2 separate regions of the Arachis hypogaea genome follow, and region 1 is linked to region 2. A link is a contact called in public Hi-C data. All regions are on one chromosome and are shown on one strand. Each heading gives the region's core, a stretch centred on a gene start, on an enhancer-like site or on the middle of the called end of the contact. The rest is flanking DNA. Distances are from core to core; before and after follow the strand shown. Region 1 holds the start of LOC112801224 (tyrosyl-DNA phosphodiesterase 1). Region 2 has its middle 9.1 kb from the start of LOC114927724.

Region 1 (6,295 bases), core at 1,470-3,969, 310 kb before region 2:
TGAATGGAAAACAAACCATTGCATCACTATAATCAAACTTCTTGAAGAAAGATGGACATATACTGAAGTTTCCAAGGGAAGGAAGCTTAACAGAGAATTCTGGCCACTGCAACACCAAATACATTGCGATACGCACATTATGGATGATATCAAAGAAACAACACTCATGACAATACCAAATTCATTAACAACATCGATGTTTTCTGCTAGTGAATATTTAACTTCCATAAGCCATATAAGTAGTCTGAAAAGCAACGAGTTTTCCAAATAAGCTAAGTTGAAAAACTCCAATGGCTACAGTGAAATTTCTAGAAGACAGTAAATGATAATAATTAATCAAAATCAAAGAGAATTTTTTGTTCTCTTTTTTCCAAAATATGAAGTAAAAATGGCATCGTGGATTTTTTGTAGAACAGAATATGATCAAATAAAATTTTTATCAAAATGTCAAGTAATTTCATGGAGCAACCAAGTGGTTCTTTAATTGCTATGAAATTTTAATTTTTCAGTAAAGGTATCAATTCTACTACATCAATTGATCAGGACAATTTTTCAGATGAGACTATCTTTCAGTAATAGCAGTATAATATAAATAAGTACCTTCAGCATACTGAGATATTCAACCAGGTCATTTTCAAATACAGATCCCTTGCTTAGACTGTTTTGATCTTTCCATGGAAAATCTTGCATCCACAAACCTTGGGTTTTATTATTCCAATCTACATATATTAAGTTCGCTGTATGCACAATCACCCTTATCCCATGAGGATATACAAGAAACATGGCCTTTGAATGATGTGTCCCAAATGAAATTGGCAATGGTGGTTTGTGCAGAATCCAGTTGGTAGGTTTACTTCTCTAAATCACAGACGAGCCAAGTTAATATCTCATTTAAACATTCTTACAGATTCATCTTACAAATGGGTAATATAATTTCGATCTGAGACAAACCTTCAAATAATCAACCCTCCCATCACTCTCGCCATGAATAACTAACACATGGGGGACTTTCAAAAGCGCAGGACATGCTACACAGAGAAAACATAGAAAGCGAGAAACTTACAAAAATGAGATTAACGTGAAACCACTTCATTCAAAACGTACTCATGCGTTCACAAATTTTGGAATTCTGCTCCAGCCAATAGTGGTGCATAATAAAGAGATTATCATAAGTTAATAACTTAATATGCAAAATAAAATAATATAGTTTTCCTTCAAAAGGTATAAAAGAGACAGAGCATACCATGAGCTGAATCATTGGTGCCACACACGCTATAGACTATAAAGAGGCATGGAATTATATATATGCATGCAACGGAGAAAAGTGATGATACAGTTATTACTGGACAAAAAAGGACCAACCTCTCAATGTGTTAAATTTGGAGTGCAGTTTCAAGAACAAATGAAAGTCAGACAGCAAACAAGGCAAATTGGCAACACAAAGGGCAAGGAAAACACAAAGAGGTCCCGCAAATAACTCACCCGGAACCAACCAGTCAAGGTCTACCATGTAGTTGGAAAGGATGGCAACTAGAATATCCCCCTATCAATGGAAAGCATTGAAATTTATCAATAAGTAGTTCCAAATTTTTTGCCAGCTAACTATAATTATGTAATTGTGGTTCAATATATAGGTGTTTTCATGCACAAATACTCTTGAACCAGTGATTGAGAGTGTCAACACTGCCCTGCAGTAGTCAATTCATTATTTTATTACCTGAATAACATCATCTGTTGCAACACAAGAAGTATTTGCCCAAGGTGGTAGCTGCTGCACACGCAAAAGTCGAAAAGTGGAAGGTATTTTTTCAGAAGGGATATGGAAATTGCGAATAGCCTCTGCATTACTGTGTTCACCGGATTGAGAATGACCAGGCTTGCGTGCCGCTGCATTTCTTCCTTGCTCCTGACTGCAAGTCCCGTTCCCATCCTGAAAATCCACTCAACATAAAAGGAATTATTTCAACATCCCTAAAAAGAGAAAACTGATCGATTACTAGTTAATGGAAATCAATATTCTTATATGATCATGAAGAAAGTAGTGAAAACCTGCGAAAGGCTGTGGGAAGCTTCCTTGTTTGTGGTGCCAGTGCCAGCTGAAGGTGTATTATCAGTTTTGGTGGCACCCGAAACTTCATATTTGAAAAGATGGTGTCCGGGAATGAGCTCAAGTATATCACCATCAGAAATGGCAGCTTTCTCCTGAGAATTGAGCTTCCTTCTTTTGTTCCCGGAGTTAACAACGACTGGATTCGTACCCTCCTGCGTCAGCAACACGAACATGAAAAAAAAATGACGAATCCATGAAAGAAAAGTTAGTAGGAATAAGGAATACCACAAGCAGATGAGCAGATCCGTCGGAAGAAGCAGTTAAAGTGATGTGGTTACGGCTAAGCCTCTTGTCGGGAAGAGGAAGAGGAATGTTGGCGCGGCCAATGAGGTTAGTGCCATGGGAGATGGGTAACTTGGGAACTGAAGGGTTTTCCTCCAAATTATGATTCAGGGGAACCAAGTATCCAACCTCAGTCTTAGGGTGAGAAAGAGACATCAACGAAGCTGGCAACAGCATTTGGCCGATAAACCCTCAATCACTCAATAGACTTAGTATTGGCAGTGCAGGGCCGTCGTTGATCCCAACCCAGAACGCCTCGTCGTTCCTGTAAAACACTTTTTTGTAATCAAAAAACATTTTAAAAGTTTGAATGCATTAAGTTGTTAGAATTTTTTATTTCTAAGCATGACAATTTTAATAGTAAAAATAAAAATATTAAAAAAATAAAAAATTTTAAAAAAAATATAATTTATATTATTTTTTATTTAAAAAATATTTTAATATATTAAATAATTAAATAAATATTTTTATATTATTATATTTAAACATAATTGTTAAATAAAAATTATTTTTATATGAAATATTTAAATATAAAATTTAAGATTATAAAAATAAAATTAATTAATAAATCGATTGAATAACTAATTTAGTAATCCAACTGTAGTTAAACCGTGATCAAATTTAATTAAATATAATAAAATTATTAAAAAAAGTAAAATACAATAAAAAATTTAAATATTTATATTCAAAGAGAAGATTTATATAATAATAAAATTCAAAATCTTATAATTGTACGTAATAATTTATCTATATTTTATCGTTATTATTCACAAATTTGAATTCAAATATTAAAATTTATAAATTTTTTTTATTGTTTCAAGTTACAACACTCACAAAGTTAGCGGGTGAGGCGAGCAGCTACAACACAACAACATCCAAATCAAAACAAAACAACATTCCCAAAATAAATTAAACAAACTAATTCAAACTAAGCCATAACAAAACCACCGAAAAGAGAGATGGCATGTAGCCTCATCAATAACACATCATCGTATATACTAGCGTAATCACATATGCAGTTACACGAAATCTATTGTCAAAATTTTTAAATAAAAAATATTAAAATATAACTAAAATATCTTAAATAAAATTATATATTATATTAATATTCAGATAATAAAAAAACTATCACATTAGATGTATAATAATAATTCATAAAATTACATGTTTTTCTAACTATCAAGTGATAGTGATAAAATTTATCATAATGAATGATTTTTAGAGGCCAGCATATAATTTTACAAGAATTAAGACAAAAAATATTTATATGTATACCAAAGATTTTTTCAACCATTTCATTCACTCAAAAACAAAAACTGATTAAAAAAAAAATTTTTAACCCTTAATAAATTTGTCAAAAAATAACAACCATTAAATGCATGAAGTCAACATACTTTTTAATCAGATACAAACAATCAAATAAAAAAACGTCTTAAGCATTCTAATTTATATATGTTTTATTTTTTTGTTCATGTAATATATATTCTTTTATGTTGATTTTCTTAACCACAATGGCTCTTTAAATCTGTTGATAGTATAGACAAAAAAAAAACAAAAAAAATAAAGTAAATATGGCCAAGCTTATAACTGTGTTTTTTTTTTATTAAAATAAACAGTAAGAACTCAAATTAATCTTTAATTGTATAAAAAATTTAAAAATTTTAAATATTACATAATATTAAGTTTATATTTATTTTTATTTTAAATACTTGTATTTTAAATTTCTTGATAAAATATCTATTTAAGTTTATGTTTATTTTTTCTTCATGCATAATAGGAAGAATGAGTTTTTATTAATACTTAAGTAAAAAGAAAAAGTAAGTTCTAAAATTAAAAAATATGATAGGAATACTTCAAAAATAAATTACTATTTAGATTGTGATGTTAATAAAAAAACAATAAAATTTTTTTATGATACGGATTTCATAGTTTTGTTTTATATTATTAATTTATTGATTGATTTAATAAAAAAAATCATTTCTTATTAGTATTTGTAAATATCTTCCATATTTTAATGAAAGGGGATGTTTCTATAAAGTTGTAGAAAATGTCTTTTTTTTAAAGATATTTTGTAATAATCAAAATTTAACACATATAATTACTTAAATTATGTTATTTTTGTCAAAATTAAGTCAGACAAATTAATTTAACTGAAAAATAGTGAATCAAATTTTGAATTTGTCTAAATTAATATTATTCTTTATAAAAAATGACTACAATATTTCTATTATATAAAAAAACTAAAATACTCTTATTATATATATTAATTTTAAAAATCCTAAATTCTAGTCCTTTTCTTTTCTATCGTTATAGACTTAGAATTATATATATATATATATATATATATATATATATATAATATAATATAATAGAGATATTTTAGTTATGTTTTATAATAGAGATATTGTAATAATTTTTTATAAAAAATATTAATTTATACTAGTTTAAAATTTAATTTATTAATTTTTTGTTAAACTAATTTGTTTAGTCTAATTTTAATAAAAATAATATAATTTAATTAATTATATATTAAATTTTAATTTTTTAAAAAAATATCTTTAAAAAAACATTTTTAATATTTTTATCTAAATAACTCCCTAAAACTACAAATAAATAACAACAACAAAATAGAGAGCGGATGGAATGCAAGACTCATTTAGCAAGACTGCAATTTGAATGAAGATACTCGATATATGAATAGAGGTGCCCACGTATATATTTCGTAGGCCCACTAATAAAAATCTTTTGGATCTAATAAAGCTGCCCCAAACCCAAATCCAAATCCCCAAATTCTTCATGAACATCATATATTATATCCTTTTTTCTCACTTAGAAATGAACTTTTACAATATCAATTCTCCTATTATTTATACATAGAAAATGCAATGCACTATTTCCAAAGTAAAAAGTGTTTTATTTCATATCAAATTTCAATGACCGTAAAAGTAATGTACTAAGTAAGTAATTTCCATGACAAGTTGATTTTACAATTTTTTTTTTACATTGTTATCTGAAATTTCTTTAGGTAATTTATTAATGAGACACCGTTTTTGAAATATTACTATGTTTTTTTCCCTTAATTCATAATCTAACATTGAAATATGTATGAACTTGGCTAAAGTCTTTACTTTAAAATTCTGAATCAATCCCTAATTTGAGTAAATCTATTTGTACGATTGCAACAATAATTTAGAAATAAATAACAATAATGGGACTGCAATGCAGATACTGGAAATGTCAATAAAGCACAAAAATTTAGTTCCAATACGTCCAATAACAAATAATGAGTTAACTTACCAGCATATAGAACAAGTCAAGTCGATATCAATTTTGATGAGCTAAATCTTAAAGTGGTCCTTAAAGTTACATTCGTGTTTTATAGTAGTTTTTAAATTTAATAGTTACTCAAAATAGTACCTGAAGTTACACTTCGGGACCCAGTATTATCCTTCCGGTATATTTCCTCCAGCTGGCGTGATCGGAAAGCTGATGTGGCTAAGTTGGTGACACCTGGGCAACGCTAACGGCTAGCTGAGGTGGATGAACGAATTTATTGGCTCAATTTGGTCCCTAATTCGAAGTTTAAAATCCCTAATTCCCAAATCTGAAGATCAATCTCCAGTGCCCTTCTCTTTTCTTTTGGTCTCTTCAGTTGGTTTCTCTTCACCATCTTGATACCCAAACGGCAATGGCTAGCGCAAGCAACGCTGCTGGGAGCTCGAACAACCCACGATCGTTTGGAATCATCATGAGAAGAATGAACAGAAACAGAGACTCGCGTTTGCCAGAATGGTGTAGATGCGGTTTGAGACCAGTGTTGCGATGGTCAACGACGGATTCTAATATAGGAAAACCGTTCGTGGGTTGCCCAAATTACAATGTAAGCGGTTGTTGTTGTTGTTT
Region 2 (6,071 bases), core at 454-2,953:
TGATTATAAAAAGTAGCATTGAAATCCCTGATCAGACACCAGGAAAGATCATTATCTAGATTCAGGTCACAAATATTATTCCATAGAGTTCTACAATTAATATTTTGGGGGCTAGCATAGATAGCAGAGAGTAACCAAGGTTTAGAATTTTCATATTGAACTTTCGTATTAACCATATGGTAATTATGACTAAGAATATCCACCCTCTAAAGATTAGCGTCCTAGAGGCACTAAATACTCCCAGAATGCCCTCTGGCCTCTTCAATGAAATATCCATCAAGTCCAAACTTCTCCCATACTGATTTACCATGGGAGCCATTTAAATGTGTTTCGACAAGAATAAAAAAACTAATCTTATACTTCTTTTGCAAGTCTTTGATGAGGCTGGAGAAAGCTATTCCTCCTGCTCCCCTGTAGTTCCAAGCTAAGATATTCATAAAAACGGCAAGAAAAAAGAGGAGGTCACAAGACCACAAATGCTTAATGTAGATCTTTAGCTATAGCACCTAGATTAGACGAGTTCATTATGTCTTGACTTTGTTCCTCAAGCTGAGGACTCCAATTTGGTGGTGAGGATTTCAATGGCTTATCCAGTAGGGGTTTTCTTTGTAGAATAGCTGACACCTTGTCCTCGTTGATGGTTCTCTTTGATGGAAGAAAACACTTTTTATCATAGTTGTTAGAACCAGACCAAACTAATTGGTTCGACCGATAAACTAAAAACATAGACGGTTCGATTTGTCTATCAAATTGTATAAGGAATAAAACCGGTCAAAAACAAGAAAAATCGTTAAAAACTGGACGCAAAATCCAAAACTAAAACAATAATTATTGTAAAAGTTGGGAATTGAACCCATCCCTATACAAAAAGAGGGAACTATTAACCACCAAGCTACCTTTTATATATGGTCCTTGTTTTGTTTTTATATTTCTATCATTTTTATTAATTCCATTTTAAGTGAGATTATATTAGTAAGTAATATTATATAAAATTTAATTTTTTTTCTCCTTTTTCATATAATAAATACTCTTTTTAGTTTTTTCAGTTTGTATCAAATTTAAATATTATAATAGTTGTAATACTAATTAATTTTATTTCTATCTTTGTATTAGTTATTTTTAAAATTTGAAACTTTATTATTCTTAAAATGTTAGTAAAAAATATGTATTTAAAATTTTAATTTTAGGTTTTTGATTATTTTATATTTTTTATTTACATAAAACCGAATCAACAGATTCAACTAGTGATCCACCAGTTGAACCAATAACCCAATAACATAGTAATCTGATCGGTTCGATCATTGATTCAGTTCTGAGAACTATGTTCTTTACCACGTGTGCCTCCATAAAATTCTCATTCTGAATAGTAAAATCTGCCATTTGATTTTTCTCCCTTTGAAGTCATCTCTTATTCCATCGCTATTGTTACAAGGTTTCTCGACATGAAAGAGCTAGGCTGGGACAGGGCCAGAGACTTCTTCATACTCACACCTTTCTTGTCTGTTTCTTTTAGATTGGGCTTAGTTAGTTTACTAGTTTTTGAGGCCCAAGGTTAAAGGAGACGTTTTTCTTTTATGCTTGAGGGTGTTTCCCTACACCTGGTTTGATAACCCTTTTCTGCAGTTTGTCCAACGGACCCATTATCTTTATTTACCACCAGCTTATCAACATGGGCCTGAATGGAGAGCCCATCATCTTTCAATTGCGGTTTTACTGGCCCAGTATGCATAGGGTTGTTCTGGCCTTCTGGGCAACATTGCCTTCATTAGTGTCCCCCAGGATTTCCTCCTCCTTATCATCAAATAATACATTAAATCTTGATCCAATTTCCATGATTTATTACTGTTATTATAAAAACTTTCCTTATTTGTTCCAAGACCCATGGTTTGATTGATTTATCTTTTAACGTGATGTGTCTTCTCTGGTTTTCTTTTTGGTTCTTTTGGACCATCATCCAAGGACTGAAATTAGGGAGATTTGGATTGTTACCAGGACTATTGTTGCGCACTCAATCACCCATAATCTTCTCTTGCCTTTCCTTATTAGCGGCATTAACGTCTCCATTGAAAAACACCTGTTTTCCGTTCGCCACCTCCGCTCGATAGTCTTCTTCAATAACCGGTACCTCTTCACATGACTCCGACCAGTGTCCATAGACCCCGCAATTGAAACAAGTGAGATGAAGGCCTTCATATTCGAGGTTTAGAGTGCTTCTCAATACACAAATTCTCAGGATCAATTTCTTTGATAAGTTAATTTTCACCAAAATCCTTGCCAAACATCCCTTCGAATGAGTCGACGTAGCTCTATCAACTTTTAGCATAGTTTCAATGGTTGATAATATTAATTTTATTTTATTTTTTGTCCAATTTCTATTTAAACGTTGTTCCATAATTCTTAAATAAATTCTTTTTTCGAGAATTTTGACAACGAAAGCAGCATGCCAGAAATTACACCATTCATTAAACTCCTCTTTTAAAACTTTTATTTCCGTACATGAATCAAAAAGGTGTATCCTTTTTCGATAAGTCATCGTTTTCTTTATACCACCAATCTTTTGGATCAGATTCTTCCTCCGTGATGCTTTCAAATAATACATTATTTTCTTCGCGCATCGAACTTGGAGCCACCAGGAGGCAGTGGTGGAGCTTAGTTCAGATAAGGGGGACCACGGTCCCCTCAAACTTTTTATAAAAAAATTAGTAGTATTTTTTTAAAAAATAAAAAATAATTCAATTGGTTTAAATACTTTACTATGACTTAAAGTACCCAATAAATTTAATAAACAACACTCTTTCTACCTTTAAGTTTAAATATAAAAAATTAGATATTTTTATTTATTTAATTTAATATTATTTTATATTTTACTATTTATTTAATTTAATTTTTTATATGATAAAAAATAATTGAATATTCAATAAATATTAATATTATTGTATTTGTATAAATTGATAAAAAAAATTCAATAAATATTATAAATTTTAATATTTGTTCTTCTAACTTCTTCTTTACATATTCTACAGGATATATATTTAAATTTTATTATAAAATAATAATGAAAAATTAAAGAATTGATGCATTTTTTAAGAGGAAGACTAATATTTAAGAAGGAGAACATATAATTTTTACAATATCAACATATGTAGATAGTTTTTCTACTTTAATGAATCGCGAAAAAAGTGAGATACAAGTTTTAAAAGTTCAAAAAGTTACATCTGATAAGTTTGACCTTAATTTTTTGGAACGAGACCCTGAAAAATAGCTTTAAATTTGGCAATATCACCAAAACCAGAGAAATGAGATTAGACGAGTTTATCTTAAATGGAGTCCATATAAAAAGCATTTTGACAATTATCTTCTATGTGCCCCCCAAAATTTTATTCCAAGTTCCGCCACTGCCAGGAGGGATAACTTTGGCTTCATGACCATCTCCGCGGCATGATTAGCAAGTATTTCCATGTCATCTCCCGGCTAGTTAAGATTAACATCTCGCGCCTTGACCTTCTTAATACTACATTGGATGAGGTCCATCACTTGGTTGGGAACTCTAGAAGAGTTATCAGAGAGGTGTTTGCATTTTTCAAAAGTATAAGCATTTTGTTTTGTATTTGGCAAATAAAAGCTTATGTGCTTATATTTGTAGTTTTTAAAAGTTATTGGTACTTTTGAAAGCATCTAAGAAAAAGTTTTTTAAAGTTGGCATGTGCTTAACTGTACTGTTTATCAAAATTAAAAGTTTAATATAATCCGATACATTAATTAATATTCACATTTAATTCTTACATTAATGTTTATTATAGTATTTTTAAATTTTAAAACTATTTTACCAAATACACTTATTGTTGCTTATGCTTATTAAAAGTCATTTTTAATTTAATTTACTAAATACAGGTACTACAACTTTTAAAAAACTAACTTTTAAAAGCTAGTTTTTATAAGGTTTAATTGCTCTATTGGTCCCTATAATTTCGTAAAATTTTCAATTAGATCACTATACTTTTTTTTTCATTTTAATTGAATTCCTACACTAATTTTTTTTAATTAGGTCTCTCTTGCCGGTAATTGGCTTAATTGTATAGAGATCTAACTAAAAAAAAAAATTAGCGTGGAGACTCAAATAAAAAAAAAGTGTAAGAACCCATTTTAAAAAATAAATTGATGCAAGGACTCAATTAAAAAGAAAAAAAAGTATAAAAATCTAATTAAAAAATTTATAAAACTATAAAGACCAACAGAATAATTAAATCTTTTTATAAACTACTTTTGAAAATAAATTAATAAATTGATTTTAGAAAAATTGTCAGGAGTCATTTAATTTTTTTTCTATTTTTTATCATCTTTTTTATATATATTAGCTAAATTTATTGTATAAAAATTAAAAAAATATTAATAATTTTTAACTTTTTTACAAAAACTTTAGTACATAAGAGCAACTCCAATGCATAATTTAATTTTAATTTTATTTTGAATTTTATAAAATAATACATTATTTTACGTAATTATATGTTATAAATAATTATTGAAAATTAAATATAAAATTTATCACTCTAATATTTAATTTTAATTCAATTTAAATTTTATATTATTTTTAATTATTTCATAAAAATAATTATATAATTTACAAAATTTTATTAATTTTTTTTATCAAAATATTACTATCTTAAAGTGAGACTAATTTTCTTTCATCTATTAATTTTAATATAAATTTTAATTCTAAATCAATTCATTTTCTCTAACTCATTGGAGCTCTACTGCTCTAGTAAACTCGAATTAACCTAGTTCGTCAAAAAATATAACTAATTAATTTAGTTTGTTATCTACAAAAATTATTCTGATTCAATAAACTTTATAGACTCAGCCGTACGTGCATGTACAAATATGAGAGAAAGCATTAATCCATGCTATTAATTATAGCATAACATATTGAAAAAAAAAATGAAATACACTGATAGAGGCTCATTATTGGTAGTTTGGCACCAATTGTCCCCTGCATTTAATTGAGTATTTCCGGTTTGCCACGCTAGAGCATGATGAAATGGCAGAGCACTAAGAGTCTAAGACAACTTTGTAGATAAAATAAAACAGTCAAATACAACATTGCATTAGCTGCTACTACTAACTGCTTATTGTTTGCCAAAGTATTTGTTCCACGCTGCCTCTGCTCTCTGCTCTCAAGTTAATTAATAGTTTAATACTGATTAAACTGGTTGCTGGTTTCTTCTTCTTCGTCGTCTTCTTCTTATTATTTTCTCAATTCTTGTAGTTTCCTTTCACCATCAATGATATGTCTTGCTTACGTATCATTCTTTAATCAGTTTAAGTTATTTATTTTGTTTAAAAAATCAAAACCAGATACACTGATTGGAGCATGTTTTCCGGGTCAAGACTCTAAGAATACAATTCATTTTTCAACTTGTTCGGTTGTCCGGTTCCGGACAGATCGGATGTGCGGATGAAGGAGTGAGGACGCCTTAGCTTTGGTCGCGCTGGTCGCGGGTCAGCCGAGTAGACGAGCACTCGTCCTGGAGAAAGGATGAGGGGGGGTGCCACCTGCAAAGACACTCCAACGCTCAAGTCAGCTAGTGCGCAAGCGGGGAAAAATGATGTGGGAAAGTGACGTACCTCGGGGGAAGAGCCAATCTTCCCCTTATATACATGTCAGTAGTGGGCCCCCCGTGAGGACAGGCCCATATTCTCAAGGACACTGTCTTGCAGCCGCGTGTGGGTTGCACAGGACACGTGTCCGGGTCGTTTGAAGGGCGAGGAGCCGGGTCGGGTGGAGCTCGGGCCAGGGTCGACCCGTTGGTTCCTTGGGCCAGACCATAACAGTGCCCCCACGCGCCAATGGTAGCCGTGGGAGCTATCAATGGCGTGTTGTCTCGCCTTTCATTTGGGATTGTCTGGTCGGCCGCTCGTGATAAGGATATGCCCTCAACGCGCGTGTCCTTTGGTTGTACAAGCAACCGTTTCGTCGCATCGTTCCCAGTGCCGAACATTAAATGCTCATAATGGGATGGAAAATCCTTACTGAAAAGACCATTCTGCCCCCAGACGTTTCGCGCTTCTTGGGG

The links. A called contact is a pair of places that touch in the nucleus more often than the background predicts.
Region 1: a Hi-C map of leaf shows a contact between it and region 2, with 2.2 times the contacts expected there. The contact joins the promoter of LOC112801224 here to the enhancer-like site in region 2. A contact is called at or near these places in 2 of 8 Hi-C or Micro-C datasets (leaf and an unstated tissue).

The regions. Positions count from the first base shown.
Region 1 is chr5:36,350,075-36,356,369 of arahy.Tifrunner.gnm2.J5K5, reverse strand. LOC112801224 (tyrosyl-DNA phosphodiesterase 1) reads right to left here and starts at 2,719. Exons shown (of 15, transcript XR_003201802.3): 1 at 2,336-2,719; 2 at 2,050-2,262; 3 at 1,718-1,930; 4 at 1,483-1,543; 5 at 952-1,028; 6 at 601-858; 7 at 17-106.
Region 2 is chr5:36,036,358-36,042,428 of arahy.Tifrunner.gnm2.J5K5, reverse strand. No RefSeq gene overlaps it. Among protein-coding and RNA genes, the nearest start is that of LOC114927724, 9.1 kb to the left of the region's middle. Within about 2 kb of position 1,703, at least 3 of the 3 cell types and tissues checked have open chromatin away from gene starts, as enhancers often do.